Regions from separate parts of the Sus scrofa genome. Here region 2 is linked to region 1. A link is a contact called in public Hi-C data. All regions are on one chromosome and are shown on one strand. The core of a region is the stretch at or near the end of the contact, and the rest is flanking DNA. Distances in the headings are between cores, read along the strand shown. Region 1 overlaps ADCY10 (adenylate cyclase 10, soluble). Region 2 holds the start of MPZL1 (myelin protein zero-like protein 1).

Region 1 (6,185 bases), core at 1,345-3,844:
TTGAAGCCATTGGTCTTCTGTAAACTCAGAGCTTGAGTACCACCATTCCTATGAGGCGACAAAGAGGACAAAGATTCATCAGTGCTTCTCAGCTTGTGTGGTCCAGAGTCATCCAATACCAGAAAGGTCAAATGTCCTTGAGCTTTTAGAACGAGGCCAACCCACAAACAATGAGTTTTGCTGTCCCGACTAGGACACTGGCACATAACTCTTTTTTTTTTTTTTTTTTGCTTTTTAGGGCCACACTGGTGGTGTATGGAGGTTCCCAGGCCATGGGTCCAATCAGAGCTACAGTTGCCAGCCTATACCATAGCCGCACCAATGCCAGATCCAAACTGAGCCTGTGACCTATACCACAGCTCACTGCAACACTGGATCCTTAACCCACTGAGCGAAGCCAGGGATTGAACCTTCATCCTCATGGATCCTAGTTGGGTTCGTTAACTGTTGAGCCATGACGGGAACTCCTGGCACGTAATTATTAATAATCATGTAGATGTGTACATTCATTCACTTATTCAACAAATACTGAGAAAAAGGTACTATGCTAGGGGCTAAGTAGTTTTTGCTTCTTGAGAGTTCATGTTCTTGGGGGAGGCAGGACATGCATATGAATGTAACACAAAGTGCAAAGTGGTGAGGGTCACAAGAATGCAGAGATCTTGCCAAAGGAGTTTTGGAGGAGGGGGAGATCCCATGAGAACCCAAAGGGGAAGAAGTGCAAATACCTAAGCTATGGACATGTCACCCCTTTCAGTAAGAGTCCAGAACTGCCTCTGATGGCAGTGGGCTTCTGGGGCTCCTTTGCATCCCCTGAGAGCACCCGCTTCCCCAGCTTGCTAGCAGACAGTACGTACTTTGCTCATATTCATCCAGCATTTCTCCAGCACATTCCCTTGTGTCTCACAGAGCTGTAAGGCTGTGTTCAGGAAGAGGTCGCAGTTCTGCCCATCTCCAATTAGTATACAGACATAGGCCATCAGGTGGTAGAGCCTTGGGTAGAAGACAGGCCCAGTGGTATTTTGAGCAATCAAACTCTCCAAGTTCTAAGAAAAGGAAATATATCAGAATCAGAAAGGGGTCCTTGACTGCCATGATTTTTCCTTCTCAGATAATTTGGTATCATTTCAAGGATAGAAGCAATCAAGTGAAAAAGCATATGTAAATTGGTACAACCACCATGGAAAACAGTATGGACATTCCTCAGAAAGCTAAATATAGAACTACCATATGATCCAGCAATCTCACTCCTGGGCATATATCTGAAGAAAGTTTTTGTTCAAAAACATACATAAAGGGAGTTCCTGTTTCGGCTCAGTGGTAACAACTAGTATCCATGAGGACACAGGTTCAATCTCTGGCCTTGCTCAGTGGGTTAAGGATCTGGTGTTGTGAGCTATTGTATAGATTGCAGATATGGCTCAGATCTCACATTGCTGTTGGCGGAGGCCGGCAGCTGCAGCTCTAACTCAACCTCTAGCCTGAGGACTTCCATATGCCATGGGTGTGGCCCTAAAAAGACAAAAAAAAAAAAAAAGAAAAGAAAAAAAGATACATGCACCCCCCTATGTTCACTGCAGCACTATTCACAAAAGCCAAGACATGGAAACAACTTAAATGTCCATCAACAGATGAATGGATTAAGAAAATGTGGTACATATACACAATGGAATATTAGCCATAAAAAAGAACAAAATAATGCCATTTGCAGCAACATAGATGCAACTAGAAATTCCCATACCAAGTGAAGTAGTCAGAAAGAGAAAGACAAAAACTAGAGTTCCCGTTGTGGCTGAGCAGTAACAAACCAAACTAGTATCAATGAGGAAAGTGGGTTTGATCCCTGGCCTTGCTAAGTGGGTTAAGGATCCATGTTGCTGTGAGCTGTGGTGTAGGTCATAGACATGGCTTGGATCCCACATTGCTGTAGCTGTGGTGTAGGCTAGCAGCTGCAGTTCTAATTCAACCCCTAGCCTAGGAACGTCCATATGCTGTGGGTAGGGCCCCTAAAAAGCCAAAAAAAAAAAAAAAAAAAAAAAGAAAGAAAGGAAAGACAGAAAAGAAAAACAAACACCATGTGCCATCACTTATATGTGGAATCTAAAATATGGCACAAATGAACCTCTCTGCAGAACTGAAACAGACCCACGGACATGGAGAGCAGACTTGTAGTTGCCAAGAGGGAAGTGGGTGGGAGTGGGATGGGCAGGAAGTTTGGGGTTAGTAGATGCAAACTATTATATTTAAAACGGATAAGCAATGGGGTCCTGCTGTATAGCTCAGGGAACTATATCCAATCATTAGTGATAGAACATAATAGAAGATAATATGAGAAAAAGAGTGGATACAGATATATGTATAACACTTTGCTGTATAGCAGAAATTGACAGAACATTGTAAATAACTATAATTTTAAATTTAAAAGAAGAAAAAGCATATTACAGAGACATGCTGGTAAGTAGTGGAGATTAGATGATAAATGTCAGATAGAGCAGCCCCAGTGGCCTACCCAGACCAAGAATGTGATATGGATGGGCTCACTAACCTTTCTTGGCAACCACTTTAAAAATGAAACCAAGTCCCTATGAAACTAAGTTCTCCTGCCACGTTTATGATTAACCTATTGAAAACTTCATTCTCTTGCTTGTCCTGCCCCCAGTTCCCCTCAGGACTGAAGAGTATCAAAGGGTGGGGGGGGGGAACTGAAACCAAGCAGGAATGTATAAAAGTCCTTCTGTATCCCCCATTTCTTTTTTTGTCTTTTTAGGGCCACATCTGTAGCATATGGAGGTTCCCAGGCTAGGGGTCGAATCAGAGATACAGCTGCCACCCTACAACACAGCCACAGCAATGCAGGATCCGAGCTGCGTCTGTGACCAACACCACAGCTCACGGCAATGCCTAACCCATCTCATGGTTCCTAGTCGGTTTCATTTCCACTGCGCCAGAACGGAAACTCCTCCCCCATTTCTTGTTTGCAGAAAAAGGCTTTGGTCTCCAAGGCCTTCCCTCAGTTCCAAAGAGCAGACTTTGTTACTAATTAGGGAAGTGAGAGAATGAAGAATAACAGTCAAGAAAAAATAGTTCAGCGATAAAACAGTCATACTTCCTCCTCAAGGGATATACATAATCTGACACATACTTTGAGTGGTTCTGCAGAAATTAAGACCCCACCCCCACCTAGATGGAGGATGGTGACTACATGCTGACCACAAGATGTAGACCCTAGAAGGTTGATGATTAGGATTTCTGAAACATCACCCTGTTACCTCACCACCAATCAATCAGAAGAAAGTCAAACTCCCTGCCACCCTCACCCCAAATGTTGCCTTAAAAAACCCTTCCCTGAAAGCCATGGGGGAGTTTGGATCTTTTGAACATAAGCTGCCTATTCTCCTTCCTGGGCCCTACAATAAATGCTGTACTTTCCTTCACCACTACCCAGTGTCAGTAAACTGGCTTTGCTGTGTAAGCTGACCCAAGTTCGGTTCAGAAACCAAAAAACCCAAACTTTTTTTAATTAGTATAGTTGATTTACAATGTTCTGCCAATTTCTGCTGTACAGTAAAGTGAACCAGTTATACATATATATATATATATATATATATATATATATATATATACATTCCTTTTCTCACATTATCCTCCATCCTAAACAATCACAAGTGATTGGATATAGTTCCCTGGTCTATACAGCAGGATCCCATTGCCCATCCACACCAAATGCAACAGTCTGCATCTACTAATCCCTGACTCACAATCCATCCCACTCCCTCCCCCTCCTTCCAGCACACACAAGTGTGTCCTCCATGTCTGTGATCTGTTTCTGTTTTGTAGATACATCGTTTGTGCCATATTTTAGATTCCATGTATAAGTGATATCATATGGTGTCTGTCTTTGTCTTTCTGACTTACTTCACTCATATGACAGTCTCTAGTTCCATCCATGTTGCTGAAAATGGCATTATTTTGTTCTTTTCTAAGGCTGAGTACTATTTCATTGTATATATGTACCACATATTCTTAATCCATTCATCTGTTGACAGGCATTTAGGTTCTTTCCATGTCTTGGCTATTGTGAATAGTGCTGTGATGAACATACAGGATGCATGTTATCTTTTTCAATGAAAGTTTTGTCTGGATATATGCCCAGGAGTGGGACTGCTGGTCATATAGTTCTATATTTAGTTTTCTGAGGTATTTCCATACTGTTTTCCATAGTGATTGTACCAATTTATATTCCCACCAGCAGTGAAGGAGGGGTCCCTTTTTTTCACATCCTCTCCAGCATTTGTTGTTTGTTGACTTGTTAATGATGGCCATTCTAACTGGTATGAGGCAGTACCTCATAGTAGTTTTGGTTTGCATTTCTCTAATAATTAATGATGTTGAGCATTTTTTCATGTGCCTGCTGGCCGTCTTTATGTCTTCTTTGGAGAAATGTCTATTTCAGTCTTCTGTCCATTTTTCCATTGGGTTTTTTGTGGGGGTTTTTTGTTGTTGTTGAGTTGTATGAGTTGTTTGCCTACTTTGGAGATTAAACCTTTGTCAGTTGAGTCATTTGCAAAAACTTTCTCCCATTCTGTGGGTTGTCTTTTTGCTTTTTTGATGGTTTCCTTTGCTGTGCAGAAGCTTTTGAGTTTAATTAGGTCCCATTGGTTTATTTGTGTCCTTATCATCTTTACTCTAGGAGGTGAGTCAAACAAGGTGTTCCTGTGATTTATGTCAAAGGGCGTTCTGCCTGTTTTCCTCTAGGAGTTTTATAGTATCTGGCCTTACATTTAGGTCTTTAATTCATTTTGAGTTGATTTTTGTGAATGGTGTTAGAAAATGTTCTAATTTCTTTCTCTTACATGCAGTTGTTCAGTCCCTCCCACACCATTTATTTATTTATTTTTCTTTTTAGGGTTGCACCTGCAGCATATGGAGGTTCCCAGGCTTGGGGGGTCAAATCAGAGCTACAGCTGCTGGCCTATACCATAGCCACAGCAATGTGGGATCTGAGCTGTGCCTGTGACCTACACCACACAATTCATGACAACACTGGATCCTTAACCCACTGAGCAAGGTCAGGGATTGAACCCACGTCTTCGTGGATCCTAGTCAGGTTTGTTACCACTGAGCCACAAAGGGAACTCCCTCCCCTCACCATTTATTGAAGAGACTATCTTTCTTCCACTGTATGTTCTTGCCTCCTTTGTTACAGATTAGTTGACCATAGGTGCTTGGGTTTATTTCTAGGCTTTCCATCCTGTTCCATTGCTCTATATTTCTATTTTTGTGCCAGTACTGTACTGTTCTGATGCCTGCAGCTTTGAAGTAGAATCTGAAGTCAGGGAGCCTGATTCCTCCAGTTCTGTTTTTTCTTTTTGATATTGCTTTGGCTTTTGTGTTTCCATACAATTTTAAAATATTTTGTTCTAGTTCTGTAAAGAATGCTATCGGTAATTTGATAGGGATTGTATTGAATCTATAGATTGCCTTAGGTAGTATTGTTATTTTGACTATATTGATTCTTCCAATCTAAGAGCATGGTATATCTTTCCATCTGTTTATGTCATCTTTGATTTCTTCCATCAGCATCCTATATTTTTCATAGTACAGGTCTTTTGTCTCTTAGGTAGGTTTATTCCTAAGTATTTTATTCTTTTTGATGTGACAATACATGGGATTGTTTCCCTAATTTCTCTCTCTGAACTTTTGTTGTTAGTATATAGAAATGCAGTCAATTTCTGTGTATTAATTTTGTATCCTGACATTTTACCAAATTCATTGATGAGCTCTAATAGTTTTCTGATAGTGTCTTTAGGATTTTCTAGGTATAGTATCATGTCATTTGAAAACAGTGATAGTTTTACTTCTTCTTTTCCTTTTGGAATCTATTTATTTAGTTAGTTTGCTTTTTTAGGGCCTCACCCATGGCATACCAGGCTAGGGGTGAAATCAGAGCTACAGCTGCCAGCCTATACCACAGCCACAGCAACATCGGATCCTTAACGCACTAAGAGAGGCTAGGGTTTGAACCTGCAACTTCATGGTTCCTAGTCAGATTCATTTCTGCTGCACCACAATGGGAATTCCTGGAATCCTATTATTCTTTTTCTTCTCTGACTGCCATGGCTAGGACTTCCAAAACTATGTTGAATAACACTGGTGAAGGAGGACATCCTTGTCTTGTTCCTGAT
Region 2 (6,185 bases), core at 1,558-4,057, 110 kb before region 1:
ATCAGAAACTACAATGTGGAGATCCTGTTGTGACTCAGTGGTTAATGAATCCGACTAGGAACCATGAGGTTGTGGGTTTGATCCCCGGCCTCACTCAGTGGATTAAGGATCTGGCGTTGCCGTGAGCTATGGTGTAGGTCACAGACACGGCTTGGATCTGGCGTTGCTGTGGCTGTGGTGTCAGCCGGCAGCTCCAGCTCCAATTAGACCCCTAGCCTGGGAACCTCCATATGCCACGGGTGCAGGCCTAGAAAAGGCAAAAAGGCAAAAAAAAAAAAAAAAAAAAAAGAAAGAAACCACAATGTAAGGACTATGCTAAAGCAAAGTGGCATTTTTTTTCCTTTGTAACTTATCTAGATTAACTTAATAAACCATTCATGTGTTCATTCAACAAATATTTTATTAATAATGGTCTGATATTGTTTAGTGTGGTAACACTTTGCCACCATGGCAGGCCTTCAACTTCACATTAGCCCTTCTCTTCTTCCCTGGGCTCCAGGCCTAGGTATCCAACTGCCTTCTGATTGACCATCTGGGTCTTCTCAGCACCTGAAGCTGTGTTCAGGGCCCTGCTTATTAGCTTTCCTCCCAGACCAGGTTCTCTTTCTGGGTTTTTAGTCTTGGTTAACTGCCAGCATCATTCTCCACTCTGGCTAGAAAGTGGAGGTCACATCTGTCTTTGCTTAAACTTCCCATCCAATTTATACCCAGTCTTGTCATTCTGAATGGTTTTTCCAATAGTCCGCTCCATCATCACTATCAATAACTTATTTTGTACTCTCCTCACTCTTGCCTTGTCTGTTGCAGGGGTCACCCTTTTAATACATGGGTCTGAATTTGTCACCTCCCTGTCATCACTACACACTGCCTACAGAATAAAGACAATCCAAGGCTCTTTAAAATATAACCACAGCCTGCTTTTCCAGTGTTCTCTCCTACCCTAAAACCCCTGAAGTCCCAAATCACACAAGCTTAATCCACTATTCCTTTACACCTAGTACTTCTTTCTTGTGTCTGAGTTGACTTTTCCTGTTTCCCTCTGGTGAAACTTTATTCACCCATTAAAATCCACCTCAAATGCTACATCCTCTGTGCATCTTTTCCAGACACCTCATGGGCCAGTGGTTCTCAGAAGAGAGAATATGTGTGTTGAGATACATCACAGTCAGTGGAGAAGCTTTTCACATTACATGTGTTTTTGAGAACCTCATTGTCCCTGCTGGCCTTAGGTCTCTCCTTTATTTGATCTCATAGAGCATGAAAAAAAATCTCATTACGTACTTGCTTGCTACACTGACTAGTAGACTGTGCTTCTTCAGAGTAAAGTCTAGGTATTGTACATCTACAGCACATAGTAGTTGCTCACTTAATGCACTTTTTTTTTTCTTTTTGTCCTTTGAGGGCCTCATATGGAGGTTCCCAGGCTAGGGGTCAAATCGGAGCTACAGCTGCAGGCTTACACCACAGCCACAGCCACAGCCACATGAGATCCAAGCCATGTCTGCAACCTATACCACTGCTCACTGCAACGCAGAATCCTTAACCTACTAAGTGAGGCCAGGGATCAAACCTGAGTCCTCGTGGATGCTAATCAGATTCATTTCTGCTGAGCCACGATGGGAACTTCCTTAATGCACTTGTATATTAGTATTCTTTCCAACCTATGGCATTCCAGAAACACTTCATAAGGTCATGCTGAGTGAGAAATAGATTGAAATGGTCCCTCTCTCTCTTTGTAGTTTTCAGTTTTCTCTCACTAGTGCTAAAGTAATTATTATGAGTTTGTGGTACTGCAAGGCTAGCAGGCTAAAACAGCAACAAATCAGGAGAGGTGTTACTAAGATTGACTTTAGACAAAATCCTGAAATGAGAGGCTGCATTTAGGTCCTCTCACCACGCTCTTCCCCCACTCTCTCCTAACTGCCTAGTACTTGTTTTCCTCACTCACACTATTGGCCTCCTATCTGGGTTTTTCCTTTTCTTCCTTCACCATCATCTTTCTTGTGCTCTTGTCTCATTTCTCTCTTTCATGGGCTACTCTCAGAAGGACCCTTCCAAACACTTTATTTACTGGGCAACCAATAAGTTGCAGACATTGTCCTGGGCCAAGATAACCAAGTGGAGCCGGCTCAGGCAAGGCACTTCCGAGTCAGGGTGGAGAACTAACCAATTTTTTATTGATAAATTAAGGGACATTTTGTTGATAAAAGCAAAACAAACAAACCCCCCATTCATTTGTGCTCTAGGTTGCAGGAAAGTGTTCTCAGTTCCTGACCCTTCTTAAACCAAAAGGAGGGCCTCCTAAGAAGGGAGTCAGACAAGATGGAGACTTCTTTTTAAGCTAGTAGATTTTTCAAATTGCAACACATAAATTATCTGGTCCAGGCAAAGGACACGCCTCGGGAAGCAGGGCAAGCGGGGAAACGAGTTCTATCTGGAAGTCTGAATCAGAAGTCTCTCCCCATTGTACCCTAATCCTTCTTTTCTTTTTCTTTTTCTTTTTTTAATTTAGTAAATGAACTGCTTCTTTAGGTGAGGCTCAGAGAAACGGAGAAGAGCTGAAACAGGCGAGGACAGATAATGAGATCTGGGGGGTTGGACCCTTAGAGAGGCAGAGGAGAAAGGCAGGCGGCAGCCACGCAGGCAGGCAAAGGGCTTGGCGGCGGTTCCCTCGGACAGCCGAGGACCTCCAGCGCCTGGATAAGGAGCCAGGGTGGGACTGAGGGGGGCGGGGCTACACCTGGGGGAGGGGTGATGGACAGTAAGTGCCTTCCAATCCCGTCCTTCAAAGGGCGCGGGGCAGGCCAATGAGCAGGCAGCTGGAGCCGAGGCCGCGGCGGAGGGCTGGCTGGCTGCGCCTGGGGCCGCGAGCGGGGAGCGCGGCGTGGAGGTGCCAGCGGACGCGGGTGGCGGCGAGTCAGGCTCCTTCAGCCCCGAGCAGAGCTAACCACAGTGGGGACCGGGGCCCGGGGGTGCGGCGGCTGCGGCTGCAGCGAGAGGACGATGGCAGCGCCCGCCGGGGCCAGGGCACTGATTGCAGCCCCAGACCGCGGGCGCTGGCTGTGGTCGGTGCTGGTGGCGGCGCTCGGACTCCGTGAGTGTTGCGGTGGCGGCGGGGGCTTGGGGCAGGGTGGCGGGCCCTGAGCTTGAGGGGCGCTGAGGTGGGGAGGGGGCGCGGCCTACGCGCTCTGGGGCTGGGGGAACCGAGCCGGCGGGCGGGGACCGCGGGCCCCGCTACGGGCAGAGGAGGCGCGGAGCTTCTTTCTTCTTCCTCGGTCCCTGCGTGAGGAGGAAGGGGGAAAAACTCCCTACCTTGCTCACTCCTGGGGGAATCTGTCTGGAGAGCAGGCCCGACGGGCGGCTGCATCGCACCCTCGCTGATTCGCCCACCTTCTCCGCATGGTGACTTTGGGTCGCCTGGGCCCGCCTGGAATTCCGGTTCAGGAACCCGGGCTTCTGGCGTTCTCCACCTTTGGGAGGTGGCGGAAGGTTGCAGGTTTTTCATTTGTAGGGCCTTTGTTGTTTGTTCCTCTGTTTTAAGCAATTTTTTTTTTTTTTTAACCTCGTAAAGTACCCATTTTTAAGCCTCTGAGATAGAAGAGTCCCGGAGCTTAATTTGGCTTATCTCTGGGGTCTGCAGAGCACCAAGAAGAAATTTACATTACTTTTGGGTGAGAATGCAGAGTTGGAAATACCACTGGAATGACCTGGTTTAAGAGTTCGGGCAAATCCATAATCATTCGAGACATCGTCACCATTTTTTGACAAGACATAGGACATTAAAAGGCACATTTTTCTTTTATCCAAAAAAAAAATCCTTTTTTTCCTTGCTAGATTTCGTGAGTGAGGCATAAGGTAAACCTGAGACTGGACTGATTGAATTGGATGAGTTCTTTTAGGGATATCCGCAGTCCCCCATAGGCGTTTGTGTGTGTGTTGTTCAAAGCAGAGTACTTGTTGCTGTCTGAGAATGTGGTTAAGTAATGGTTATAAAGAGGGCCAACTCCTAAGAACCCATGGAGACTTGTTCATTTCTTTTGTTTTGCAAAATGTCAGTTGCCTCACAGTATCTGAACATGAGTATACTCAGTAATTAGTTTCATGGAAAAGTCCTTAATGTAATCTTTGGAAAATATCTTTTTTTTTTTTTTTTTTAATGGCTGCACCCACAGCATATGGAAGTTCCCGGGGCAGGGACTGAATCCCAGCTGCAGCTGAGGTTGCATCTGGGGCAATGCTGGATCCTTTAACCTACTGCACCTGCGGGGGGATGGTACCTGTGCCTCTAGACACCAGGGCAGCTGCAGCTGATTCTTAATCCACTGCACCAGGTAGGAAATGCCAGGAAAAATAACATTTAATGAATGGTTCCATGAACTATAAAGTCTAATTGTAAAAGTCCCCCACCCTGTGGAGATTGATAGGTGAAGATGTACTTTGTACATATAAGACAAAATTCATTATGTATAAATGTCTCTTCTGAGGTTTGTTTTTTTTGTTTGTTTTGTTTAAATAAAAGGGATTTCCCATTGAGGCTCAGTGGAAACGAATCTGACTAGCATCCAAGAGTATTCAGGTTTGATCCCTGGCCTCAATCAGTGAGTGGGTTAAGGATCCAGCATTGCTGTGGTGTGTACGCTGCAGCCAAAAAAAAAGAGAGAGAGAGATTGTTGGAATAACATCTGCACACACCTTGGACATACTTAGCCTTTCAGTAATGAAAGATGAATGCTAATATGTGAAAGTCTGCAGCTAATGTTATTGGTTAATTTTAGAAAACTATTGAATGTTTCTTCTTGCCAGGTTATCTTTTCTTGTTCTGGATACTGTACATAACAGTTCGTGTTTTATAGACTGTCTTCTTGAGTTTGACCCAGATACAGTTATTTAGCAAACATTAAGCAGTTTTTAAGTATTAAGCACCAGAGGTATTCTATTAAGGACAGTCCCTGGCCTCACATAATTTACACATGTGGGAGAACCAATGAGATGAGCAATTGAAGTCTTTCCTTAATGGTTTGCTGTGAAAGTACTAAGGGGAGTCATCATCTCAGTTTAGGCTGCTAGAAAAAGGGATGCCTAAGCCAAGTAGGCATTGGGGGAGGAAACAGGATATGCAGAGTCATGCATGAACCTGTTAGTAGGTCATTGTGATGGGAGGTTGGAGAGTATAGGAGAGATGGTAGGGGTTGAGGCAGGAAAGCCAGTCAGAGGCACTAACTCACAAGATTTTGCTTTTTTTTTTTTTTTTTTTTGGTCTTTTTAGGGCTGTACCCATGGCATATGGAAGTTCCTAGGCTAGGGGTCCAGTTGAAGCTGTAACAGCCTACACCACAGCCACACAGCGCTGGATCCTTAACCTGCTGAGCGAGGCCAGGGGTCAAACCCATATCCTCATGGATACTATTTGGGTTCATTACCACTGAGCTACGACAGGAACTCCTTGTTTGCCATTCTTGGGGCCAGATTTGATCCTGAGGGCTGTGGGAGCCTGTGAAGGATTTCTCTGTCTATTGAGATGTGAAGGGTAGGTTAGAATGGTATAAGGCTTAAGAAACCAGAGTGTTATAATAATCCAGAGGATGAAGACCTGAATTAAAGGTGTGGGATATGAAGAGAGGACATAACCAAGAGCTCAGTAGAAAGTAAATTTGATAAGACCTGGAAATCAATTTGATGTGGACTTGAAAGAGAGGAGTTGGGGCTACAGTTTGGGGCTTGGGTAGCCAGGCATATTTTTGGAAAGTGGGGCTTTTCGATGATGAAAAATATGGGATGAGGAAATAGGAGTGTTCATAGAAGAGGATGATGGAGTTCCTTTTGGATATGTTGAGTTTAAGATACTACTGAGGCATCTCCATAGGAGTGGGTAGAAAACAGTTGGGTGGATGGTTCTAAAGGTGAGGAGAAAGTTCTGGTAGGAGCTAGAGATTTGGGAGGCTTTATGTGGATAGCAGTTAAAGCAGTGGATTGCTTGGATGAGGTCACCAAGTGAGTGTATTGAAGGAAAAGCAGAAGACCAAGGACAGAGTCCTCCAGTATACGGAACCTGAGAAGGAGGCTCATTGAATTTGAAAAGAACCAGAAGAGTGTGGTGTCCTGGAAGCCAAGAGAGAATGAAGTTTTTAAGAAAGAAGCAATGGTCAACAGTGTCAGATAAAAGAGTGAATACGTCACTGAATTTG

The links. Hi-C and Micro-C count contacts between places; a contact is called where the count stands out from the background.
Region 2: a contact with region 1 is called in a Hi-C map of alveolar macrophages, with 3 times the contacts expected there. The contact joins the promoter of MPZL1 here to the enhancer-like site in region 1. A contact is called at or near these places in 2 of 5 promoter capture datasets (liver and skeletal muscle), 19 of 47 Hi-C or Micro-C datasets (alveolar macrophages, brain, embryonic fibroblasts and 10 more) and 2 of 2 datasets of contacts at active chromatin or transcription factors (alveolar macrophages and skeletal muscle).

What each region holds. Positions count from the first base shown.
Region 1 is chr4:83,198,155-83,204,339 of Sscrofa11.1, reverse strand. It overlaps ADCY10 (adenylate cyclase 10, soluble), which reads right to left. Exons shown (of 32, transcript NM_001204392.1): 31 at 858-1,046; 32 at 1-48. Among named protein-coding and RNA genes, the nearest start is that of ADCY10, 96 kb to the right of the region's middle. Within about 2 kb of position 2,594, at least 10 of the 83 cell types and tissues checked have an H3K27ac peak or open chromatin away from gene starts, as enhancers often do. A contact at or near this core is called in alveolar macrophages, fetal liver and retroperitoneal adipose tissue, where this site is marked.
Region 2 is chr4:83,306,242-83,312,426 of Sscrofa11.1, reverse strand. MPZL1 (myelin protein zero-like protein 1) reads left to right here and starts at 2,807. Exons shown (of 6, transcript XR_002343361.1): 1 at 2,807-3,094.